2 separate regions of the Oryctolagus cuniculus genome follow, and region 2 is linked to region 1. The links are chromatin contacts, called in public Hi-C maps. All regions are on one chromosome and are shown on one strand. Each heading gives the region's core, a stretch centred on a gene start, on an enhancer-like site or on the middle of the called end of the contact. The rest is flanking DNA. Distances are from core to core; before and after follow the strand shown.

Region 1 (7,742 bases), core at 1,494-3,993:
ACTTTCTCCCAAGTGAAACTCCACTTGACAGTGAGAGTCGTAAAAACCCTCACTTCCCTATTTCACTGCTACTAGGAAGCTGGGAGCTAAGTTTTGTGCTCACAGACTATTGTTTGTCTTAGCCAGTTTTTTTAAAAAAAGAAATTTTTGGCGGGGGGTAAATATTTGTCTTCCATTGTAAACCACCTTAAGTCCCTTTTGGAGAAGGCACAGTATAAATAAACAAAAGACAAACAAAATGCAGTCCTGTTGGGGCCATGCTAGGGATAGAATAAGTTACCAAAAATATTTTGCATAATACTCCTGCAATCATTTTATCTGAATGAGAATATTCTAAACAGAACTCTGGGCAGATCCCATCTTTCATGGTGATTATTACATTTTTTCATGCCCCTCAAATAGCATTCCCAACCACTCTGGGTAAAGACCATCAAATCTTGAGAAAATTAGCTAATTACTCTCATATGTCTTCTTGTTACAGGGATCTAATTAAAGTTTTGACTCTTGTCCAAAACTGTGCTCTAAATAAACCAATTTAAACCTACATTTATCAGTCAGGCTTAAAAGTTAATAACTTTGCTTAATTTGTAGATTTGTATTCAGTTCCAAAATTTCTTCCAGGAACACGGCCATATCATGCTCTCCTGATGGATAAACATTATGCACATGAGATCACATAGCCACAGAAGTCTGTTTAAGGGTCAGAATGTTGGTAATTTAATAACCAAACCCCTATCATCTCAAGTTTGCTGCTGTTGTGAGTGGTCCTTTTAAAGAGCAGAGCCTTTTATTTCCAGAACTTTCATTACAGATGTGATTCTGCTTATTGTTTCACTTAGCATTATTTTGCATTTATGGAATCTCATTACAAAAAGAAAAAAAAAGAAAAGAAAAGCAGGGCGAATAACCAATAGCTGGAGACAAGAGCACAAATAATTAACAAAGAAGCCAGTTCTGCTTATCCAGCAAGTACTCACGGCTCAGCATCTGCTGCTTCATCCCTGTTCAATTTCAGCTTCTTATATAACCCACAATTTTACTTCCAATTATGTGATCTTTCTATTTCATTATTTTATTTATTTGACAGACATGAATGGAGGGAGACCTGCTATGTGGCAGCCTCTTATTATATAAGCATCAAATAGAGCACATACCCATTCTGATGCTTATTTTGCAACATGTCATGAAATCACAAACAGTAAATATTACTTAAAACAGTGTTTACAAATAGACTGGTCTATGACAAAGTAAATAGAAATGCTGTCAACCCATGGCAATTGGAATTGAACTGAAATTTCTTTAAGAATGCAAACTGATTAATTCATACTTTCATGCAATAGAGAAGCAAAATGACAACATAGACAATAGAACCATCTCAAGTAACCCAAACTGGGTTATGGCCCAAATATTGGTAATATATATTTAAAGTCCTTGCTTTATGGCATATAAAACCTATTATTTATGGAGATATAGAATCTATTCTTTCTCATGAAAAAGTGTGTATACCACAACTCTTCAAACCATACCTTAGTCTTACGTGGATAAAACAGTGTTCCTTTGAAGCTATCGCAAATTCCTAAGTGTCTTACCTATAGAATGTGTATACATTAGGGGACGGTTTTCTTGGAAGCCCATAAACTTCTGGGCAAGAATCTTTTCGAGGTCCCCATCCAAGACCCTAGCAGGAGCCTTAGCAATACATTCATGTGGTGGTCTGTTTTTATACAATTCGTCTAAGTAAAATATTTTAACCACAGTCAGCTGAGACCGAGGTCTCTTTCCAAGGAGACTTTCTGCTGTTTTCCCCTGCGTTGGGTGGTGCTAGAGCCCTTTGGGCATGCTTTATTTATTTATTTTTAAAGCGGACCGCCCAAATTGTATAAATTTCAAGCTTCACAAAGCCTGCATGGGCTCCTAGGTGTGACAGCAGTACCACAGGCGTGTTGACATGACTGAGACAGGAAATGGATAACGCCAGACGCATTATCCAGTGTGTGGAGGCAATGGGTGCTAGTGTTTCTTTTTTTTCCTTTTTTTCCTTTGGATTTGATAAGAAAGCAGGAAATCTCTGCGGGGACCCTCCAAGTATTGTGGGCCTTAGGGCCTGGGCTTCACAGGATTCTCCAGTATGAATAATGGTAAATTTCCCAAACCATCAAGAGCTCCAGAACGGGGTAAACAAAAAGCAGGGTACATCTGAAAGGGGTTCCAAGTGCACATAATACAAACACGCTTTCCCAGCAAGGTCTCAGCCACGACAGACAGGAAGCGTTTGGTTTCAGTATTGGAAACACGCACATAACAGAGTGGGCCACTGGGAGCCGGTAGCGCCCACTCATATCTTGCTGTGCAAACAACGTATTTTCCTCTAAGGAATCTACTTTTCGATCAAGAGGGGAAAAGTTGTTTTAGAAAAGAAGTTTCATTTTGCCTGTCTGCAAATTTGCTTTGGGATTTCATCCAAGATTTTTTTTTTTCTTAAAAAAAAAAAAAAAAAAAAAAAAAAAACCATGTCGACCTTGGTGCTGGTGCATCCAGTAAATCACAGTTCAAACAAACAAGCCGCTTCCCTTGAAAGGTGTGTCTGCGCAGTCCTATGGCTCTGCGTGCCAGGGGCTCTCTCTGGCACACTGCTCAAACTTTGCAAAAAATTAATCACGCCATCAAACGCGTCCGGCCCGGAGCGTAAACATCTTCCAGCGCCGAGTCCGCGCCCCCCAAAACGCGCTGCAGCTCACTTCATTTGGTGCATTCCGCTGGAAGAACACCGAGGCCAAGTGAAACTGCGGAAATGGAGACAATGCACCGAGGAAAACTCTCGCCCCATTAAGGGATCCGTTTCTTCTCTGCGCAAATAAGCCCACCACGCCTTCGGAGGCAAGACTGGATGGCTCCAGGATATTCTCAGGATGCACCCGCGGGCCCCTGGCGCTCCGGGAGCGGGAAGGTGACCCGCGCCGCCGCGCCGCGGCCTCCCCCGGGGGTTAGTTCAGGTGCCCCGCAACGTCTACCAGCCAGGCATTCGCCCCGCTCCCAGCCCGCGTCCCAGCGCAGAGCCGGCCGAAGCAGGCAAGGTCTGCAGCGCGCACTGACAGCGCTGCCCGCAGGGCCGCCGCGCGCTCCGGCCCGGCCTTCGGCGACGATTTGGCCGGCCCGGCCGCGGCGCTCCCCCCGGCTCCCTCGCGACCTTGGCGAGCTTGGCCCGGCGACCCGAGCCTCGAGCACAGGCACCACCCTCGGCGCGCGGGATCGGCGCGCGGCCCCGCAGCTCCGACTCCCAGGGGCGGTCCCGCGGGGGAGCACGCGCGCGCGCGCGCGCGGGGCTTCCGGCGGGGGCGCGCGGGGCGGGGCCGGGGGCGGGGCCGGGCCGCGGCGCCCCCAGCCGAGCGGCGTGCAGGCGCCGCCCCCGCGCGCCGCAGTCCGGGCTGGAGCGTCTCCGCCGCGGCAGCCGCTGTTCCCGTTGCCTCGCGGCGGCTCTGGCGGCTGCTGCGGCTTGTGGGGTTTGCGGAGGTCAGCGGGCCGCCCCTCGCCCGTGGCCGCCTGGAGCAGCGCAGCGCTGGGACGGACCGGGGAGCCGAGGCGGCGACGGCGGCGGGTCGTGCCGGGCCCCCCTCTCCTCCTCGGCTGTAGCCTGGGGCAGTCTGCGGACTCCGAGCAGCCCCGGGGCGGCGGCCGAGCGGACGGCGGGGGCATGGCGAGATAGCGGCGCGGGAGCGGCCCGTGAGTGCCGGGGCGCGGGTGGGCGCGGCACGGCGACGGGGAGGCTCGGAGCCTGGAGCCGAGTCCCGAGGGCGCGCGGCGCCGCGAGCGCCCGCGGCCCGGGCCGAGTGGGGGCCGCGCTCCGGGCAGCGCTGCGCGGGGTCCTGCGGCTCTCCCTCGGGTGCGGACTCCCGGGCCGCGCGAACTTTGGGGAGCGAGGTGCGAGGCTGGAGGGTACCTGGGGGTTGGGAAGGAGCCTTCAGATCTGTTGCGTTTGGGACTGGGGCCCGCCGAGCGGTGAGGTGTCCCCGTGCCCGAGCTCCTCACGGAATTCCTTCCTGGTCCCTGCCCGTACTTAGGGTGCGTGGGGGCTTGCCTGTGTTTTTAATGTGCCTTCACTCGAAGGCGCTGTGGTCGTTTTAAACCCAAAGTGTCGGCGGTCAGAGTTGGGCTGTGTGAACGATGCTATTTCTGAAAACGTTGTCGGGCAGCGCCGAGCCGGACGCCTCCACACGCACGCGTGGGCTTGAGTAGTGAAATTCTGGTCCCACCGTCGGTTCCCCAAATCGCATGCGGTCTTCTCTGTGCAGTCGGGTGCCTGTGTTCCGCGCCTGTCTCTGTGTGTTTAATGCAGTCCAATGTTGATACAAAGCGTGTTGTTGAACGCCCTGGGTAGGAAAACACGTTCTTTGCATTTCTTTTTAAGGTGCTCTTTTAAGATGCTTTTTCTTTTCTTTTTTTTTTTTTCAACAGAAGTTTCAGTTTAGACTTTGCCCTCCAAGCTGTGTGTCTTCAATTCCAGATTTGTCTTTAAAGTATTCGCTTGGAGTAAGATTAGTGTGACTTAGCAGTGTCATTTGGTCAGTGGCTCCAGAAATGATCCCGAAACCGAAGCAGACCTCCCTCCCTCCCCGGCAGATGCAGAGTCCGAGTGTCTGTTAGGTACAAACGATGCCTGCCCCTCCCCGTCCGTGGTCACTTTGCTGCAAATCTGAAATCGTATTTCACTTGTATCAGAAAAGGTTCCTTGTCTAAGCTTGGCAAGGGGAAGGAGGGCTAAGTATAGCCCGCGTTTTTATAAACAGGACGCTGTCCTCTCGTTTCTGAGGTGAGGTAGCAGGTGGAAGCTGTGCCTTCGCAGTCTGCGGTATAGCAGGTTGCAGCTCCGCTGGAGCAGAGGTGCGTTTTCAAGGTGAACTGAGCAGCTGTTTCTTTTTCCTCCAACAACTGGCTGGGGCACACTGGCTTCGCAATATGTGAGATCCCATGAGGACCCCCTGAGGACCCCTGTCGTTAGGGGAGACCTATAACCCCCCCCCCCCACACACACACATGAGAACCAGGCACTGGGGGAGGGAACCCACTTTTGTGAGTTTTGCATGGAAGGGTGGTGTTGGCTGAGTGTGTTGGTAAGGGTAGAAGTTACTCGTGTTAGAAATTATCATGGGAGGGCAGGCAGTGTGTTCGCACTGGAGAAGCGTCCAAGGGTATGACATGAGAGCATAGCAGGTCCGCCGGTCCCAGCCGCCCTTCAGCCCCCAGCCCTGAAACCAGGGTCATGTCTCCTTGTGACTGTCTTTCCAGACGGAGCCTAATGCTTGGACAAACCGTCCCTCTGTGTCCTCTTTATTTGTCTTTCTGCACATCAGGACATCCTGTATGCTGACTTCTGCCCTGCTCCCCTCCCCCCAGTACTAAATCCTGGCAGTTCCTATCAGTACCAAAGAGAGCTGTCTCATCGTCTAACAGCTACTGAGAACTCCATTAAGGACGAGCCATAATTTATTTAACCTCTCTTGTATTGAGACTCATGTAGGTTGTTCCTATTATTTTGCTATAAAATTATTGTCAGGCATTAGTTTTTGAGGTTTTTAAGTGGATTCCAGGGACTCCCAGAGGGCGGGCAGCCGTTAGCTTGTCTCTTTCCACAGCATGGCGGGAAACAGAGCCCCTCCCTCGCAGCCTACCTTGTTTGTTCTTTGCACGGGGGCACCTCTGGTGTCTTTGCTGTGAAGTGGGAGCCACTGTGGACAGTAACTGGAGTCAGCTGCAGTAACCACTTAGGAAGGGAGCAGATAGACAGTTTCAAGATGGGCTGTAAGAACATTTGGAGGAGATGAAGTGTTTCTGAGCAAGGAGAGAGGGCTGATACTTTTCCTGCGGTCGGCTATGGGATTAGCTTGTGTTCCCTGGACTAAAAGCCTGCCTCCTGTGGATGGTCAGCCCTGTGGTTTAGTGTGCAGAATGGCTGCACACCTAAAGCGGGGAGGGAATGCTTTTTCAAAATATTCGGCTTTTGCATTTTTTTTCCTAAATGAAAATTTGGGGTCTCAGAGCACCTTTAAAAACAGAGTAAACTATAGTAGTATTGCTTATGCTAGACTGGAGCCTACTGCGTTACAGAGTTTGAATAAGAGCCAGCGTTGAGCTTTGATATTTCCATTATGCTTGTTCTTGATGGTTGTAAGCAGTGATCTTTTGAAAAATTTACTTAAAAAAAATCTGATTCAATCGGTTAGCATATAAAATACTGTCTTTTTCCTTTGTTACTTGCTACCAGTCGTGTTTGTACACAGTTAATATTGTCTGCATTTGCTCTTAAGTAATGATTTATTGGCCATCTGTTACTAGTCCAGGGAACTTGCTGGGGACCCTGTCCTGACGAGTTCCCATCTTAGAGGGGGAACTGGGTAACGAGCAGAAGGGGAGCAGTAAGGGAGGTATTAGCAGATGAGGGTAAGGACTTGGATAGGCATGGGAGCGACAGCACGGGGCTGCGGTTTCAGATGGGGTGACCCCAGCTGATTTGAGAAGTCTATCACCTGACTGTCCAGCCAGGCTCTGGCCCTTGGCATTGCCTAATCAGGTGCACTGCCCACATTTTCTCTCAAATTGTTGCTTTAAATGAATTGTACTTGATTGCTCTTCCATGAAATTGAAGTGTGAAGCCTTCAAGACACACCTTTTCCAGTAAATTACAGTGATTTCTGAGGGATTCAGTCAGCATTTTCACCTTTGATTTCAGGAGAGGAGCCCTTTGCTTAAGTGCCAAGTTTTCAAAGATGCCCTCTCTTGTGTATCGACTTCTAATTCCCGTGGGCGCGTGACAGGCCACAAGGAGCAGTTCAAGGTTTGCGCCCTGTGCAGGTGCTTTTATTCCCAGCGGAGGAATGTGTGCGCGCTCTATTTTAGGGAGTATCAGGAACTTGTGGTATTTCCTCTTCCCAACTTCTAATCTGTTTCTCTTTCTAAATATATGTTCCTTTATATTAATTGAAAGCTGGGGAAGTGTGTTTTAGGTCAGGCAGTTGTTACAGATGTCTAATAAGTTGCTGCTCTCCTCTTGTCCATGACTTCTGGGCTTTTCTTTGCTATAAGGAGTTTCGTGATTTTGTAGAATTGAGAACTTTTTTTTAATTTCTTATTCTAATTGGTTGGTACCTGGACATCGTAACTTGTTTATGTGCTAGATAATTTTCTTTTCCAGCTTTCCCTCTGGGCTCTGTGTGAACTCTAGGTGATGGGTGAGTTCTTGAACGCCTCAATCCTAGTTAAAAAGCCTTGTCCTTTTGTCGTCATGCTTGTAGCGAAAGCTTTTCAGGTACATGGCAGAAGCATGCCATGGTTGCTGTAGACTTCACAGCTTAGGTGTTCAAGTTAAACGTGTATGTATCAGGCATTTTCAAGGAAAGGTCAAGGCATTGGCCTTTAAATTCAGTCTTGCGAGCTGTAAGAGTTCAGGAATTGCAGATTTGTCTTAGAGCGTCTGAAATGACAACCAACAGGGACGTCCATCCCAGTTGCTCGTTGTGCCAGTGCTGCTCAAGTGAGTAAAGCTGTGGTTATGGTTTTGTGTTGGAAGTTGAGGGGAGGGGTGTGGATTTTTCATGTACTGTAGCACAGTGTGGAGGAACCGTGGCTCTTACTCATACTTCTGGTGTATGAGGTAGATGAGAGGAAGAATTGGCTGCGGGCGTGGAGTTGAGAAATGTGGCAGAGTCCTGACAGGCCGCGAGGAGGCAGTGCTGCTTCCTGGAAGTGTG
Region 2 (7,742 bases), core at 2,896-5,395, 250 kb before region 1:
CAGCTAGATGTTCCCCTTAGATGTTCCTGGTGCATGCCGTCTCTCTCCTCCCTTATAGTCCTCCTCCGCCAATCCCAACTCGGCTGCCCACACGCCAAGTACGCTGCTCTCCTCCAATCAGGAGCAAGTCCTACAGTTTATTGGTTGAACTGGAGGCAGCTGTGCAGAAGCTGTTTACTTCTCTCCCAGCGCCATATTGTGGGAGAGCAGATGCACAGAATAAGTCCTAATTCCAGTTAACTCAGTCCAGTCTGGATTGCTCCCCACAGAGTGTACACAGGTATTTGAAAAAGTTCATGAAAAATGGAATTAAAAGATAAATTTAACTTGGTGCAAAGCTTTTTGAAATCTATGCTTAATTTTTTCATAAAAAATATTTTCTGTGAAAAATTTGAAGACCCCTCATATATATGAATTTCAACATTTTTGTAACAAAATAAACTAATTTTTTTTAAGATTTATTTATTATTTTATTTGAAAGGCAGAGTTACAGAGGGAGAGAGAGAGAGGGAGAGAGAGATGTTCCATTCTGCTGGCTCACCCCCCAGATGGCTACAGTGGCTGGAGCTGGAGCTGGATCAGACCAAAGCCAGGAGTCAGGAGCTTCTGCCGGGTCTCCCACATGGGTGCAGGGGCTCAAGTACTTGGGCCATCTTCCGATGCTTTCCCAGGTGCATCAGCAGGGAACTGGATTAGAAGTGGAGTAGTTGGGAATCAAACCGGTTCCCATATGGGATGCCATCGCTCATGCTGAATAGCCCTCACCAACCACTCCAAGTCCGAGTAATCTCTCTCTCTACCTTCTGCCTCTTCAGACGTACTAAAGTTCTGCTCCTGTTAACTCCTGGATGCTAACAGCATCTAGTAACATTTCTTTTGTCCTGTCCTCATCTTTCTGAGTAATTTATTCATTAAACTACTTTCAAATTCACTATGTATTTCCTAATTGGATGTATGTGCATTAAATGTCCCTAGAAGGAAATACAAGAAACAAGGAATGGTTTTCTATGAGCTAAGAAACTGCATGGGGAAAATAATCTTTTCATTATATACTTCTATAAACTTTTAAAAATTATTCATTTGAGGCCGGCGCTGCGGCTCACTAGGCTAATCCTCTGCCTTGTGGCGCCAGCACACCGGGTTCTAGTCCTGGTCGGGGCGCCATATTCTGTCCCTGTTGCCCCTACTTCCAGGCCAGCTCTCTGCTGTGGCCAGGGAGTGCAGTGGAGGATGGCCCGAGTACTTGGGCCCTGCACCCCATGGGAGACCAGGATAAGTACCTGGCTCCTAGCTACGGATCAGTGCGGTGCGCTGGCCACAGCACGCGGGCCGCCATTGGAGGGTGAACCGATGGCAAAGGAAGACCTTTCTCTCTGTCTCTCTCTCTCTCACTGTCCACTCTGCCTGTCAAAAAAATTATTCATTTGTTTTTATCTATTTGAAAGGCACAGAGACAGAGAGACAAAGACAGAGATAGGAGAGAGAGATCTTCCATCTATTGGTTCACTCCCCAAATGCCAGCAATAGCCAGGAGTATGGAACTCCATTCAGGTTCCCACGTTGGTGGTAGGGATGCACATACTTGAGACATCACCTGCTGCCTCCCGAGGTTAGCAGAAGCTGGATTGGCGGCAGAGTGGAGGCTCAAACTCAGGTCCTCTGAAATTGGATGCAGGCATCCCAATGGCATCTTAATTTCTGTTCCACAACACCTGCCCTGCTTCAATTTTTGAATAATGTGGATGCGTTAACTATGTGTGTGTGTGTAATCTATACCTACAAATGTACAAAGCTAAATATGTATATGTATATAAAGAAACAAGATGCTACAATGTCTGATACAATGGTTTTTCTATGAAAATGTTTCCTATGGTGTTTCTTTAGCCTTTCATGCTTTATACAGGATCACTAAGACTTCTGTATTTTAAGAGGCAATTTAAAAATTCATCATCATTTAGATCTATATAATAAAGTGTAGTCTTTTCTGAAGAATGAAAACATCTGAAACCAGATACATAAACTGAAACCATGAAGTAAAATTGAGCTGTAGATAATTAGTCCCTCTTATTACATAAGTGGCTATAGTGCTTGGTGTGCTTATATTTCTAATTCAGAAGATGTGTCTAACCTATGAATTGAAGCTTCTATGCAGGGCTGTTTCTACTGCGGAAACATGAGGAGAGAGAGAAACAATAAAAGAGAGAAGACTTCATCAAGACATCTCCTTAGAGAAGAAACTGGCATTGGATTAATCATCTTCATAAATCAATAAAATTCAAAGGTTAGGTGAGCTATTTTTCATATTAGTCTGATTCAAAAGTTACATCCTATGTTCTCTTTGTGAGAGAAGCACTGAAGGGTGTGACCACTAGAACAAGGAAGCAAACCAAGAAGGAGAGAACAAGAGCTCCAACACAAGAAGGTGTTGAGGAAATGCCCAAACTAAAGAGAAAGGGAGATTCCACGAGAACAGCTGTGCGCTGGTCCTGGCAGTCAGTCCAGTCACAGAACTGCAGTCGAGAAGGCTCTAGAAGACACACATTCGAGATGAAACCGATGGAGTACTTGGTTTGTATGAATACATCAAAGGAAGATTTACAAGGAAATGGAAATAGTGATAAATACAAAAGAAACTAAACAAATGAAAAAGTGAGACAAATATTACCTTCAGGGAAAGAAAATGTGAGAGAATAAAAAGCAATCATATGCTATAGCACCAAACTTTATTATTTATGTGTAGTCACAAGAATATTATTAGTGACTATTGATTACTGGGATGATGGGTAGACATGTAGTGTGTGTGTGTGTGTGTGTGTGTGTACATGTGTGCAAGAAAGCAATATCCTCAGTTTCCATAAAGGAAAGTTTAATACTTAAGGAAAGGTTAGTACTTAATGGGGAACAATCATAAGCATTTTCCCCCAGAGATTTTCAAAGCCCATATCAAAGTAGTAGAAATGAGTTGCCCATGCAAAACTGGAAACGAGAGGGAAGGGAGAGGAGAGATCTACAGAATATTTGACTCTTGTCACAGGTTGAGTTTTCTGCAACACAGTCGAAGAGGCAGGTGCAGGAGGTTTAGTGGGAAGTGCTCTCAGGATCAACACTTGGAGAAGAGGTGGGAATGGAGAGCCAGGGGCCTCATGATCTGAGGTCAGCTCCTCTGGGAAGGTGGTGGGGTGGAGGGCGGATCTGGGAGCAGACAGGAGCACACTCAGCACAGAGAGTGTCAAAGAATAGGGCCTACGGCTCTTTTAACCAATGCGTTGTCACATACGCTGTAATTCAGAAGTTGTTATGCACTCATAGAATTCTCCCCTCCAAAAAAAAAAAAAGTGTGGGGTCACCACACAGCATCTGAGCATTTCTGCAGGGGCAGGGTCTGGGGATTAACCTTGTCAAGTCCATTGCCACGCAGATGCATTTGGCCACAGACCCTTCGTCAAATCGTATAATACCAAGGGACACAGGTTAATGAACTCATGCAATTGTGATCGAGCTTCCTTCAGAAACACAAACCCCAATTTTGGAATCCTTCATGGCAAGACACGTGATTTCTTTCTAAGGAGCTTCTAAGAACTGATTGATCGTGGCAAAAACCAGGTGTGCCTGTACATGCCTGACCGGGCATTGCAAAATAGAAACAGAGCAAAACACACCTCTGCTGGAAAGAGGAGACCCAGAGGGGAGCATAAACAGAGGGAGAGGGCGGTGGAAGCTGTTTTGAGGCAGAACTGAAAGGTGCAGTAAAATCTTCCATGACCAGGTCCAAATGGGAAACAGTTTTGTTTGCTTTTAAATAGAAGGGCTGAGAGTAGGAGAGACTTTATCCTTGGGAGGCTGGAGGGAGGAAAAGGAGCTCCTTCCAGAACAGGTGGGCTGGATTCCAGCAGGCAGGCAGGCAGGCAGGCAGGCAGGCAACGCCGTGGGGGCCCAGGTGGATTAGATCATCCACTTTCCACCTCGACTGGCTGTGTCTGGGGCAGCCAGACCTCGGGAGCCGGAGCTCCACTGGGCGCTCTGCACAGACAGGAACCCACCAGCCCGGGGGAGAAAGGACGACAAGTGCGAAGCGTGACTCAGGTGTCGGGCTCAGGCATCATCGTCTCAGTGTGTGTGTGTAATTGTCCCACCTGTGTCTAATACACGAGGCTTTGTGCACGCTGTGAAACAGGCCGTACCACATCACCAGGTGGAGGGGGGAGGTTTGGGAAGAAGGATGGTCTTTGAACCTCAGCTGAGTCATTAGAGAGAAGGAGAATGGGTACACATCTTTACTTTGCTCCCGTAGGAGGGGGCCAGGGAGGGAATTGGGTGAGTAGGATGTGTCCTACAGTTCTGTTAGGGGAAATTGGACCAGGAGGGCTAATGACCAATGGGGGGAATCACCTGTACCTGTACTAAGCACTATTTCCTTCTGCAACTGCATTTTTAAAAAAATATTAAATACACACTAAAGAACACTCAAAATGTGTATGGGCTGGGTATTTGTCGTAGTGGTTAAGGCGGTGTGTTGAAGCACTGGTTCTAGCCTTGGCTTCAGATGGCTGAGGTCACTGGATTCCGGCACCCATCTAGAGGACCTGGACTGAGTTCCCATTGACTACGGCCCCAGACCACTGCAGAATTTTGGAAATGGACCAACAGATAGGAGCACACTCCATCTCTCAAGTTAATTAATTAACAATATGTATAGGGTGAGGGACCAGTTCTGTATTCAGATGGCGGCCGCAATCACAGGAGTCGGTGATAAAACAGGGAATGAGGTGCAAATGCCGGGAAGCTGTGCATGTGAGAACTAGCGGAATCTGAATCAGAACTGCAGCTCTGTTCCCTGTCAATTTCCTGGTCTGGGCCACTGAGCTGTCCTTGTGTGAGACCATGTCATTGGGGAAACCAAATGAAGGGCACACATTATGGAACTCATCCGTCCGTTTGGAAATTTCTGAAGAAGCATACAATTGTTTCATAAACAAAGTTTAAAATAGTTGGAGGGCTTAAGAGCAAGAACAGAACAAATATCTGATACCAGTCTCCTGCTCTAAGAAAGATGCAGTATCTTTTATTTTTTTAAATATATTTTTATCTATTTGAAAGGGAGAGTGACAGAGAGGATGAGACCGAGAAGGAGTCTTCTATCCGCTGGGTCACTCCTCAAACGGCTGCAACTGCCAGGGCTGGGAGCGTGGGCCGTCTTCCACTCCTTTCCCACACACATTAGCGGGCAGTGGGACTGGAAGTGGAGCAGCTGGGACCTGAACTGGTGCTTGATGCTGGACCCGGCAGTATCTTTGTTTTGAAAAACTTCGAGTGCTCCTTCCCAGCCCCTTGCCGCCCTTCCCATCAGAGCTAACTTCTCTGAGTTCTGTCTTCATCATCACTTTGCTCTGCTCTGTGGTTTTTACTTCATGTTTACATCCCCAAAGAATATATTGTTTAGTCTTGCTAAGTGCAAGAATATTATGTAAATGAAGTCATTTGCATACTGTTTTATGCAGCACTTCCTTCCCGAACCCCATCCATGTCGTGTGTAGCTGTTTGATTTAGTCATTGGGAATACACCACAATTTATTTATCTATTCTATTGCTGATCAACATTTGGTCTGGTTTGCCCCCCTCCCCCAGTCACAAACAGTGCTCTATAAACATTCTTGTGCATCTCTCCTACACAATGCAAGGTTCTCTAAGGAATGCACCTAGGGGTGCAATGACTGGGTCACACAGTTCAGCCACTTTCTGAATTTACTAGATGATGCCAAATTATTTTCTCATGTGTTGTAACTATTGCTGTGCCTTCTCAGTAACATCGGGTATTCTCAGGATTCTTACTGCACGGGTGTACGGTGAGTGTAACATGTTATCCGGCCCTCATGGTTCTCATTTGTCTTTTCCTATTTTCTAACAATACTGAGCATTTCCCATGTATTTTTGACCATTGTTTTCTTCTGTGAATTACATGTTGAATACTTCTGCCCCTTTCACAGTTGCTTTGTTTATTTTTTTCTTATTGCGCTGTGGAGCACTTTGTATATTCTGGAAATTAGTCCTACATGTTATGAGTATCTTCTCCCAGCTTCTGACTTATTTTTAGATTTTTCTTATGTGTGTTTGAAGAAACATAAACTCTTAATTTGATATGGTTGACCACATTTTAAGAATAATTTCCTTTATAACAGATAGTGTTGTTCAAAGAAAAGTTCAATTTTTTTAACATATGGGTAATCCGTTTCCCCATAACTACAAATGGAAAAAGTTCATGTTTTCCCCTAGATACCTGCAAATCCAGTTCTAGGAAAAAATGAAAATAAAAAAAGGCCGATTTCTATGCATGCGTAGGTGTGCTTTTAGGTTCTGTGTTTAGATGCACTGATCCATCTGTACGTTTTTCTAACCATCACACTGTTTTAATTGGTACAGCCCAAGAGAAATTTTAGTTTCTGGAAGACAGGGTCTCCCATGTGGTTCTTCTTTTCAGTGTCTCATCTCTTTCTCACCCTCATCTGTCCTTGATACACATTTAAGAGTCAGTTTGCCAAGTTTCTCCTGAAGTCCATAAGAATTATGAATATGTGAAGTCATGTGTCTTCAAGCATATGTGCATACGTACTTGACCATGCTTTGCACCCAATCAGATCAACTGTACAGCAATGCACTCGATCAGGTCACTGCAGCATATCAGAGGTAGGAGTGGGCTTCTTTCTCAGTCCAGTATGGCACATCTGACAATGACACAGCGGTAGATTCTGCTCTCAAATTCCCACGTTCTGAGTTTTCACTTAGAAATAGTTGTTCCCTAAGTCAGATGAACCCAGGGATTCTGTTACTGTAATACGAGCACACCCATGAAACCCAATGATGATTGTATTTCTGGGTATGTCTAGCACAAGACATCACAGCCACATCTGGAAGCAGATGCTACATAATGAACAGTAAGAAGGCATTTTATCAGTGCAAGCATTGTGGTGCAATTGGTTAACTGCCGCTTGGTATGTCCACATCCCATATCAGAGTGCCAGTTCAAGTCCTGCCTACTCCATTTCCCATCCAGCTCCCCGAGTGTGTCTGAGAAGGCAGCAAGTGATGGCCCAGTCTCTTGGCCCCTGCCACCCATGCTGGAGACTCAGGTGGAGTTCCTGACTCCTGGCTTCAGCCAGACCCAGCCTTCGCATTGGAGGCATTTGAGGAGTGAATCAACAGGTAGAAGACATTCTTCTCTGTTTCAAATAAATAAATGAATAATTTTTAAAAAGCCCTACATTATTAATGTAATTATTCAGGTCTTTCTATAATGAATTTGTAATTTTTCAAACTAAGAGCTCTAGATTCAATTCAAATGAGAATGTGTGATCATACAAGTATTACATGCAAGATAAGCAGAAAAATAGCAATTGTATAGACTATTCTGCTCTTAGCTCAAATTAATACTCCTAATTTTTTTGCAGGTTCAGTTTGAATAAAAATGCCACGTGGAGTCTGAAGATGCCAGAAATATGAAATCTGTGCAGCCAATTGTGCTAGTACCAGTGCTTGAGCCCAACCTCATTTATCTCCGTGAAGTTCAAAGGAGCAACGCACTTGGATGTCAAGTCTTAAAGTCTCTTATGTCGATATGTATCCTGTCTTCTAAGGGTAAAATGTTTTACTGGCACTACTCATGTTTCTGGTAAATTCTTAAGGTGATTGAAAAAGGCATCTGTTGGCCACTTTCTGCAAAATGGGCTGTTCATAATGGTGTATTGTAA

What was found. Hi-C and Micro-C count contacts between places; a contact is called where the count stands out from the background.
Region 2: a Hi-C map of skin fibroblasts shows a contact between it and region 1, with 3 times the contacts expected there. The contact joins the enhancer-like site here to the promoter of LIFR in region 1. A contact is called at or near these places in 2 of 6 Hi-C or Micro-C datasets (psoas muscle and skin fibroblasts).

The regions. Positions count from the first base shown.
Region 1 is chr14:63,966,177-63,973,918 of mOryCun1.1, reverse strand. It overlaps LIFR (LIF receptor subunit alpha), which reads left to right and starts at 2,743. Exons shown (of 21, transcript XM_070056650.1): 1 at 2,743-2,947.
Region 2 is chr14:64,213,959-64,221,700 of mOryCun1.1, reverse strand. No RefSeq gene overlaps it. Among named protein-coding and RNA genes, the nearest start is that of OSMR, 32 kb to the left of the region's middle. Within about 2 kb of position 4,145, at least 1 of the 8 cell types and tissues checked has an H3K27ac peak or open chromatin away from gene starts, as enhancers often do.